2 separate regions of the Mus musculus genome follow, and region 1 is linked to region 2. Evidence: chromatin contacts called from public HiChIP or PLAC-seq data. All regions are on one chromosome and are shown on one strand. The core of a region is the stretch at or near the end of the contact, and the rest is flanking DNA. Distances in the headings are between cores, read along the strand shown. Region 1 overlaps Gm11520 (predicted gene 11520). Region 2 overlaps Samd14 (sterile alpha motif domain containing 14).

Region 1 (5,115 bases), core at 909-3,408, 300 kb after region 2:
TGATCATCTTCCCGGTCTGCACACTCTTGGGCACAGACCCTGCTGATCCTTCGGGCCGGTGCCCGCTCTCTTTCCCACCACAGAGGGGGAAATCTCAGAAGGTGGTGTCCTTCGGTCAGAAGTAAAAATGGCTGCATCTCTCTGGGCAACCGATGCCTGGGCCTGGTATTCCTGAGTCCACAGCGGGGATGCCATTAGCCTTGCTCCCAAGATCCATGCAACCAGCATCCCTGGCATTTAGCCTACCGTCCCTGGCACTTAACCCCATGGCCCCATAAGAAGAGACATTTCAAATAGTTTTTCTTGGAGCCATGGAAGGTTCAAAAGAATTCTTTCATGTTAAAAAAAAATAAATCCTCCAAAACTAGCTGTTACGGAGCTGCTCAGCTTGCTTATTTCAAGGTTCAGAATGTACGCAGATGCCCGTTAGTCCTATCCTGCCAGTTCCACTGGTTTTACTCAACCCAGAGCCAGGGTCTTGGGCCCCAGGAAATGGGAAGGCCGTATCCTGTCCCAAAGTTGGCCTGCAGCCACAGACATCAAGAAGATGAGTAGTACCTGGACTCTTGTCAGTGGCATGCTGAAGCCTCCTGGAAATTAGTCTGGGGTCTTCTCTCTGCCTTCCCACCTAGCCCCTTCTAGAAGCTCATAACCCACTGTGTCTTAAACACTGTCGGGAAGATCCTACTCTCCAACCCCTGCTGGAGGCTCCCTGCCAGGCAGAGGCTGCACACTAAGCAGGGAGCAAAGACAGAAAGGCAGGAGTGCCCATCACTTACCAACCAGATGCGGTTTCCAGTCACTGCCCGCCAGCATTTTAGCCGTGAGAGCAGGCATTGCAGGCAGAGTTTTCTGGCTTTGGACAAAGTGCAGTCCAATCGGGTGTGAGGTCTTCTTACTTTGCTGTCCAAGTTTGGGAGACAGAACGAAGGGGTAAATCCTTTCCTCTTTTGATTTATAGTGGTTTCAGAATTAAAACACATTTTCTTTTTTGGGGGAGGGGGGAGTTCAAGACAGGGTTTCTCTGTGTAGCCCTGGCTGTCCTGGAACTCACTCTGTAGACCAGTCTGGCCTTGAACTCATAAAGATCTGCCTGCTTCTGCCTCCTGAGTCTGGGTAGATTCTCTTTTCTCTCACTCTTTCCCTCCATGTCTTTCCTTGGGCCTCCTCTAACGGCTTCTCTTTTGACCTCACAAAGAGCTCTCTCACTTGCCCTGGCACACTACCCATGCTTCTTAGAGTTCTGGCTCAGTTTCTCTGGCAGGCCTTGAAGAGCGGTACCACCCTCCGCCTCCCTTGGTCTTTTTTTCTGGTTTCTCTTTAATTCGAGCCCCTACTCCGACCCCTCATTCTTGTCTCTCCTTCTCCAAGGTAGGAAACTCAGAGAAAATTGGATTTGGCCCTAGCCTAGCTGCCAAAGCACACACTTAACAATATTTTAGTGGAGAAATTAAACTCTTATTCCCGAGGCAGCTAGGTTCTCAGACTCACCTGCATAATTCCTGAGTAGCATAAACAAAATCAGAGTTTCAGAGAGTTTAGGTATGTGGGAGATAGAGGGAGTTGTGTTAAGCCATGACCAGTGGGACCTGTATGGTCTAATGTCAACCCTTACCTATGGGGTCAGGAATACACCTCTAGGTCTGGGCTCGTCTGACCCAGTACACTGCCTCCTAAGTAGTGACAATGCAGCAGTCTTTGGGCTGTCACTGGAGCTGTGTAAATGCATGAGTATGTTTCCTGACTTTTCTGAGTCTCAGCCAGTAAGTTGCGGATAACTGTGTTGACTCTAGAGAGTAATCATGAAGACAGCAGGACAGTTAGATGCGATAATGTGTGCAAGTGGCTTCCTGTCTTCTGTGTTGTGTGGTAGGGGCACATATCCCATGACATTATGGCTGCATTGCTTGTAGAGCCCTGCTGTTAGTGTCCCTAATAGGTAAGGGCTCCTTGGCCTTTCCCTGAGATTGCAGATGCCCTCACTGGCTCCGGAATCCTAGGGTTTCTAATGTATTTGGGAAGATTCAGAACTGGGTGTTCGGAGCCGTGAAATCGACAAACTTGGTATTTGTACTCTGACTCAACCTTCTGGGCCAACTCAGGAGGCTAGAGAATTGGACAGGACTTTTGGGTGGGACGTCCAGGAAAGGTGCCAGCTTGTGTGCTTGTATCAGAGTGCCATGGAAAAGGGCAAGACGAGGCTGCTTCCTACCCACACAGTGCTGACGACCTTGTAAGCCGCGAGGCTTTTGCCGGAGGTAAATGGAAGCAGGTCGTCCCAGAGCCCACTGGTGGAATGTACAAGAGCTTTCTAAGAGCTTCGGTGTGCAGCAGGAGAAACCACCTGCTCTGAAAACACCATTGTTCTCAAAGTGCAGGCAGGTTAATAAGAAGGAGGAGGAGTGGAGTTTTTTGTTTTTTTCGAAGCTAGAGAGACTTGGCTGTCAAGGCCATTTAGTTGAGCCAGAGCCATTTTGTGGAATAAATGAGTTGGGTACAGGAAATCCACAGGAAAAGCCAGGAATAGGCACCTAATTTAGTCAGATCGGGATGTAAGCAGGCTCTATTCCTTTAGTCAGAACAGATTTATCGAGTTGTTAATGGAACAGCGTCAAAGGTCCCTTCCAAGGCTTTCCACCAAATCCTATAGTCGCAGGTTTGTTTTTAATTTTATTTTAACTTCTTTAAGAGGGACACTAAAACAAATCTTTAAAAAAGAAGAGCTGGGGCTGAGACTGGGGAGCTAACTCCATGGACGAGAATGCTTGCTGGGGACCTGAGTTCAAATCCCCAGCACTCGTGTAAAAAGTGTAGCTAGGTGGGTGTGTGCATTGTAAGAGGGTGAAGGCAGGAGGGTCAGTGCAGCTCACTGAGTGACAGCCTAGCTCTAGGTCCATAAAGAAGGGAACGAGGTAGAGAATGACAGGACACCGAGCAACTTCTTGGGGACCTACACAATGCATGAGCACACACACACACACACACACTATATTTTTTAAGGCCTCGAACTGTTGCTTAGTGGTAGAGCACTTACCTAGCACACACAAAAGGAGGGAGAGGAGCAGAGAGGAGAAAAGAGAGAAAGAACGAACAGTCGAATTAGGCCTCATAAAGCCTTTGCTGCTTTTGGTCTATAAGGGCTTTTAGCCTCAATTCAATACTGACCAGAGATGTTAGCTTGAGAGACAGATGCTTAAGTGATCCCCCACCTCAGCTGTGCTGGATGAAGTGGCTTGCAGTTCTTGTTGACAAGACAACAGAGATCCCCTTCCTCAGAGAGAAAGGACACACACACACACACACACACACACACACATACACACATGCACGCTTAGGAGAAAAGATGGAGGTGCTCAGAAGCTAGTATGAAAGGCAATAGTGGGCTATTAACCCCCTTCCTTAGTCCTGATAAACGGTCAGGGTCTGACAAGGTTTGCTGAGGGACGATTGCAGATTGTGGAGCAGAAGTGGAGGCTGAAGCAAACAGTGGTGAGGAAGATGGGGTTCACGGACAGAGGAAAGGCTCACTGACCGAGCCTCAAAGATAAAGCTGACACTGGGGGGGGGGGGGCAGAGGCAGGCAGATCTTTATGAGTTTGAGGCCCACTTGGTCTATAGCATAAGTTCCAGGCCAATTAAGGCTACACTGTGAGATCCTGTCTCAAAAATACATAAACCTATATAGTTTTGACCCCACAAGGATTTATTACAAAAGCCTTTGCCTTTTTTCTTAATCTGTTTTTTTTTAAGATTTATTTATTTATTATATGTAAGTACACTGTAGCTGTCCTCAGATACTCCAGAAGAGGGCGTCAGATTTCGTTACGGATGGTTGTGAGCCACCATGCTGGGATTTGAACTCGGGACCTTCGGAAGAGCAGTCGGTGCTCTTAACCACTGAGCCATCTCGCCAGCCCTTATCTGTTTTTTTGAGACAGGGTCTCTCTGTATAGCCCTGGCTGTCCTGGAACTCACTCTGTAGACCAGGCTGGCCTTGAATTCAGAAATCCGCCTGCCTCTGCCTCCCGAGTGCTGGGATTAAAGGCGTGTGCCGCCATGCCCAGCTAGCCTTTGCCTTTTATTTGTTTTGAAACAGGGTCTCATGATGTAGCCCTGGCTAGCCTACAACTTGGTATGTAGACCAGGCTGGTCTTAAAGTCATGGGGGCCTTTAGGCAGGAAGTCACCCGCCTCCACCTCTCAAATGCTGGGACTAGGAGCATGCCCCACCCCACTAAGTCCTGAAGCCTCTATAGAGGATGGTTCTGGTCCTGAAGCCAAGCTCCAGAGCTAAGCTCAGGGCATGAACAAAATGAGACTAAAGACGGATGTTCAAATCACCCCTGCTGTTACGTTTATGATCTCTTTGGTAGGATTCTGATGCCTGGCACATGGGATGAGAGGAAGAGAAGGCCTGCATGTGAAATCACATGGAACATTTCAAAAGTGTTGACCTTTCTGCCTCTGGGGCAATTGCATTTTTGAGGCAGATATAAAGGATTTCTGTGAGAACAGCGGTGGCATAGAAAGAACTCTAGAGTGAGAATGAAGCACACGTGTCTTTTGGTTTCTAGACAGTCCCCTGAGAGTACTGAACTGACGTGAACTCCCCAGAGACTTTCATATTGGAGGCAAAGGTTAGGTATGGAGTACAAACTGCCCCCAAGGTGCTGCCGTGGAAATCTCCTGACTCCCAGAGGTACATGAATCACAAAGCATGACGGACCTATAGTGGCTTGTTTGTTCTTTTGTTTCATTTTCTGTGTGGCATTGGTTGTCTTGTCCTGTCCTGTCCTGTCCTGTCCTAGCTAGACCAGGCTGACCTCAAACTCATAGACATCCTCTGGCTCCTGCCTCCCAAGTGCTGGGATTAAAGGCATGAACCACCACACCCAGCTTTAAAGTTTGTTTATGAAAATGAATATGCTTTTATTTATGTGCATGCATGTGAGGATGTACATATGAGATTGTGTATACCCACAGAAGCCAGAAGAAAGCATCAGATGTCCTGGAGTTGGAGTCACAGGTGTTTGTGTGTCATGTGATGTGGGTGCTGGGAACTGAACTCAGATCCTCTGTAAGAGCAACAAGTTCTCCTAACGGCTGAGCAAACTCT
Region 2 (4,776 bases), core at 2,130-4,629:
CCAGAAGAGGGCGCCAGATCTCCTTATAGACGGTTCTGAGCCACCATAGGGTTGCTGGGAATTGAACTCAAGACCTCTGGAAGAGCAGCCAGTGCTCTTAATGTAACCCGTGAGCCATCCCTCCAGCCCAGGAGAAGAATTGTTATGTAACAGGGACACAAGACCTAGCCTGGGGGGAGGGATTCTGGTAAGCTGCCTATAGGGAACAGCACCTAGCCCCCTCCATTCCTCTTCATCCATCAGCCTAACTTAATGCTAGGACTATGTCCTCTAGGTAGTCCGCTCCCTCCTAGAGGGCTCAGGTTCTGATATGTCACTTCAGTCATCACAGCCTGTGTCTGGCTGTCTAGTTCTGAGTTCCTGGTCCTGGAGCATTGAACGGCTGCTGGTGCCTAGTGTAGTATTTCAGCTTGCTCTGGTCAGGTGATGGGCTTGGGGTGGGAGGTGGACTTACTTCTCGGCACACGTCCCTTTCCATGTAGGAATCTACCCTGAGCGATGACTCCACACCCCCCAGCAGCAGCCCCAAGATCCCCGGTGGTCCTCGACAGGAGACCAAGTGTTCCTATCCCTACCACACGCTGTCCCAGTCTTCGGATGAGGTGAGTGAGGCTGGCCTTTGTGCCTGCTGGGGGGGACCCAGCCGCAGGCCAGGCTTCCTGTACTCTCCCCATCTCTATCAGTTCCTGGATGAGTCCCTCCCTGCCGTACAACACTGGACCAGCCAGCAGGTGGGCCAGTGGCTACACAGCCTCAACCTGGAGCAGTATGCTGCCGAGTTTGCTGCCCGGCAGGTGGATGGGCCGCAGCTCCTGCAGCTGGACGGAAGCAAACTGAAGGTGGGTCAGAGTGCAGAGGTGATGATCTTTCAGATTGAGATAGCTTTTAGGGACAGAAATCACCCTTTGTCCTGACTTTTGACCCTGACTTACCTCCTGGACTGACCTGGCATTGGCTCTCCCTGTGTAGCCTCTGACCCGGTGTCTGACCTCTATGCAAGGTACTCCTTTCGCAGTGTAGTACAACACCTCCATCTGACTTGAAACTCAAGCCTAATCGCTTCTATCTGACCTTCTAGCTCCAGCCCGGGTCTTTGGGCTGACCTTGATCTTTGGACTACCATCAAGGCCACTTTCTTGGCCAGCTCCATCCCATATTCATTCTCAGATCCTGGATACCACCAGGCTCTGGCGTGCTAAGTGGACAGTGTGGAGAGGTGGCCTCCAATATCTGCAGGTTCCTGGGACTGAGGGAGAGAGAGCCCCATAGGAACTCTCTTATTTATTTATTTATTTATTTATTTATTTATTTATTTATTTATTTATTATATGTAAGTACACTGTAGCTGTCTTCAGACACTCCAGAAGAGGGCATCAGATTTCGTTACGGATGGTTGTGAGCCACCATGTGGTTGTTGGGATTTGAACTCAGGGCGTTTGGAAGAACAGTCGGCGCTCTTAACGGCTGAGCCATCTCACCAGCCCCCCATAGGAACTCTTGAAACGGGAAGGGACCTAGCCGATAAGCCACTTGACCTTGAACAAGTCACTCTTCACTCTGAGGACCTCAGAGGTTGAGCAGGATCATACTAAGGCTGAAATCCTAGGTTAAGGATCTGGCGCCAAGGACGGGGTCGCAAATGGCCTAGTGCCAGAGAGTTGTCATCTCTGACCACTTGCAAGCCATTCCTCCTACCTTGGGACCCCGATCCCTAGGCAAAGGCCAGACTTCCGAGCAGACTCTAGTGGGTCTGTGGGGCAGCGTTCTAGGCCTCTTTCCTTCATTCTGGATTTCTTCCCAGAGCCTGGGGCTCAGCAATTCGCATGACCGAGCACTGGTGAAGCGGAAGTTGAAGGAGCTGGCAGCGGCTGCTGAGAAGGAACGGAAGGCGCAGGAGAAGACCGCAAAGCAGCGGGAGAAGCTGCGGCGCCGCGAGAACGATGCCAAGAAGAGCTAGGGATGGCTGGCGGGGCTGGCACCCCGGCGCACTTGCAGCCACCTACATGGGCCTCACCAGGGAGGCAGGGTCCAGGCACCAGGCTCTCGGAGCACGCGGCCCCCCTCTCACCCTGTTTGGACTGAGTCCTCTGGAGGGAGACCCCAGGGGGGAGGGCCCAGTAATAAACCCAATTTCGAGGACTTGTTTGGCGCAGACTTCCAGGGGGAAGCAGGTGGCAGATGAAGAGGGCAGAGGCCAGGAATGCAGCAAACGCGGAGCCCAGAGGAGCCTGGTTCAGGTGGAACCTCCGCCCTCTGACTAGAGTGGTCCGAGCAGGAAGAAATCTAGCAGGAGAGGCCCTACCATGGCCAGGATTCCTAGGTTTAGAGAGTAGCCTGGGCAACCCGACTGGAGACAGGAGACAGCTGTGTCTCCTCACCTTTTGAAGGTGGCTGTGTGGTGGGAGAACAGATCTCCCCAGAGAGGCCAGTGGGCAGTGCCAGTAGCACTCAGGGTGGATTCCCAGACACCTCCTCAGAGGAGAGAGAGAGCAGGGCAGGATAAGCTGGCCTCTGTAAGGAAGGCAGAGGGGGAGAAGGGAGCTCTCACTCACTCTCTCTCTCTTCCCCTCCCTCACCTGCAGGTTCCAGCACACAGGTCTGCTCCTCTCCCATTGAGTCCCTTTCGCAGAGCTAAAATCCACTTCTTCGGAGAGTACTTGAGCCTTCGAGGGCAGGAAAAATTGAGAGCTGTTGGGGACACGGGTCACTCCCCCAACTAGTGTCTAGATGGTGAAGAGGCACACCCTAAGTGTGGCCTGCATGCTGCCAGATTGAAAGGGTCCATCAGCTTCCCTGGTGCCCTGGGTGTGTCAAGGCCTCAGAGGCCTGGGGCGGATGGACAGACACTGCTGGCTTAGGTTTGCTAGGCTACAGAGGGGGACTGGGCCAGCCCCGCGTGGGACTGGCACATGTCCTTTGTAGGGCGTGTTCAGAGATAGAGGGTCCAGGTGCAATGCTGACCCAGCTTCTTGGGTGCTGGTCAGTTACTACTAGGCCCAGGTTTTAGATGACAAACCCCCACCCCTCCCAGTTTCCTGGAGAGGTGAACAGGACCTGCATGTTAACTCCCTCTCTCCTGCCTGGGAAAGTGGCTGAAGGCCAGGGCCCTATGTTTGTGCTCAGTCACCTTCACTGGAAGAGGGGGCCTCATAGGGAAAACTAAGGTATCGGGGCACTGGCACTTCCTAGACTGGGTGGGGAGGGTGGAGGCTCTACTGTCCCCGAAGCCGTGAAGAGCCAAGTGTGCCCACCTGCATGTGAAGGGGGAAGATGGCTATCAACTTCTTTCAATAAATACTTACCACACACCAGTGATCTTCTTGTCTGGGACAAGGGACTAAGCTACGCCTGAGTGGACGGCCCTGCCTGGTGGCGTGTTCAGCTGGCCTAGGTCCTGAGTACAGTTAGTCCTAGGGGACCAGTCTTCACAGGTGCTTCATGTGTGGGCTCCCCCTCCCCGAGCAAGGAAGCCAGGCAGCAGTCACATTTCATCTGTTTACTGTGGATGTCACTGTCACCATCCCAGCCACTGGGAGGGCACACGGCTTTAACCCCTGTGTGTGGAGGGGAAGGGCAGGGCTTCTGAGATTACAAAACTGGCTATGTACATAGGGCTGTCCTAGGGGTGAGTCACTTGTGCACACATAGTGGGCATAGGGGTGGGGTGGGGTCTGAAGCTCAGGCAGCATAGGGTGGGTGTAGACTGGGCAGGGGAGGTGTGCACGTGAGGACATGCTGGGTGGGCAAGGCTTTAGGAAGCAGCTAAACAGAAACATTGCTAAGATCACCTTGGGGGCAGCTTACTCCTAGGCCTGCCCTCTCGGTGGGCCCCGGGTGAGAATCGCTACCTACTCTCAAGTTCCCAATTGCAACTTCATACCATCCAGAGTAGAGATAGAGGCTGCAGGATCAGAGTCAAGGGTGGACCCTATCTTCCCCCAGTCCCTCTCCAGACTTGAGGGCACTCCATCCTTCTTAACATTGACAAAGAACCCAGCCCAAATGTGCCTGTACAGTGTGTGGGCATAAGGCAAGCGGAGCAGCCACTTGGAAGGCCAGGACTATGCAGGCAGTGAGGGGGAACCAGGGCTTCTAGTAGAAAACAGACAGTTCTGATCTTGGGAGAAGTGTCTCTGGGCCACCCCATCAGGGAGAGCCATCCCCAACCCTCAAGCATCACTATGGAAACCGGGTTCCAGGGAAACCCCCTAGGGTTTCTCCACAGAGACATATTGGCACTTAGGGACCACCACAGTTGGGCCACTGAGATTTCTACAAAGACAGATCTGGCCATCAGGGAGACCCAGTTTCACCCCTTGTACCCTAGGGGATAGATAGGGAAGGTCCCTGTGGTGGCTGGATTCAGAGGTGGCAGCATCCTACAGGTGCCAGGGAGGGAAGGCCCCTAGCTGACCCGATACGTCGATGTGTTCTTGGGCTCTGTGCTGGGCACACACCAGTCGCCGGCCTCCTGGATGGTCTGGTAGTGGCGCCAGGCAGACTTGTTGTAGACAGGCAGGCGCTCCACTGAGTCCGTGGACAGGGCCTAGAGAGCATTGCCATCAACCTCCTGCTTGCCCACACCCCAGCTTACTACCCTCTCCCACCCAGGCCCTGATGGTCTCCATCCCTGGAGTCCTAACCCAGGTCTGAGTCAGCCTCATAACCAGGCATTAGCCTGAGACATTACCCCAGACCTGGAAAAGCCCCTAAAAGAGTCAGCCTTCTGTCTCTTGCCCTGGCCCATTCCATGAAGCTGGCCCCTCCACGATCAGG

The links. HiChIP or PLAC-seq counts read pairs in DNA pulled down with a chosen protein or histone mark.
Region 1: a contact with region 2 is called in a FOXA1 HiChIP or PLAC-seq map of pancreatic cancer cells. The contact joins two enhancer-like sites. A contact is called at or near these places in 1 of 39 promoter capture datasets (cranial neural crest), 1 of 484 Hi-C or Micro-C datasets (rod photoreceptor), 3 of 115 datasets of contacts at active chromatin or transcription factors (bone marrow-derived macrophages, embryonic stem cells and pancreatic cancer cells) and 2 of 9 other capture datasets (adipose tissue and liver).

What each region holds. Positions count from the first base shown.
Region 1 is chr11:95,324,228-95,329,342 of GRCm38.p6, forward strand. Gm11520 (predicted gene 11520) reads left to right here. Exons shown (of 3, transcript NR_155298.1): 3 at 1-366. Among named protein-coding and RNA genes, the nearest start is that of Fam117a, 10 kb to the right of the region's middle. Within about 2 kb of position 2,159, at least 15 of the 459 cell types and tissues checked have an H3K27ac peak or open chromatin away from gene starts, as enhancers often do. A contact at or near this core is called in pancreatic cancer cells, where this site is marked.
Region 2 is chr11:95,022,777-95,027,552 of GRCm38.p6, forward strand. It overlaps Samd14 (sterile alpha motif domain containing 14), which reads left to right. Exons shown (of 10, transcript NM_146025.2): 8 at 483-602; 9 at 684-839; 10 at 1,802-3,311. The coding sequence ends at 1,957. It overlaps Pdk2 (pyruvate dehydrogenase kinase, isoenzyme 2), which reads right to left. Exons shown (of 11, transcript NM_133667.2): 11 at 3,482-4,546. The coding sequence ends at 4,406. Among named protein-coding and RNA genes, the nearest start is that of Gm11513, 7.6 kb to the right of the region's middle. Within about 2 kb of position 3,380, at least 20 of the 459 cell types and tissues checked have an H3K27ac peak or open chromatin away from gene starts, as enhancers often do. A contact at or near this core is called in pancreatic cancer cells, where this site is marked.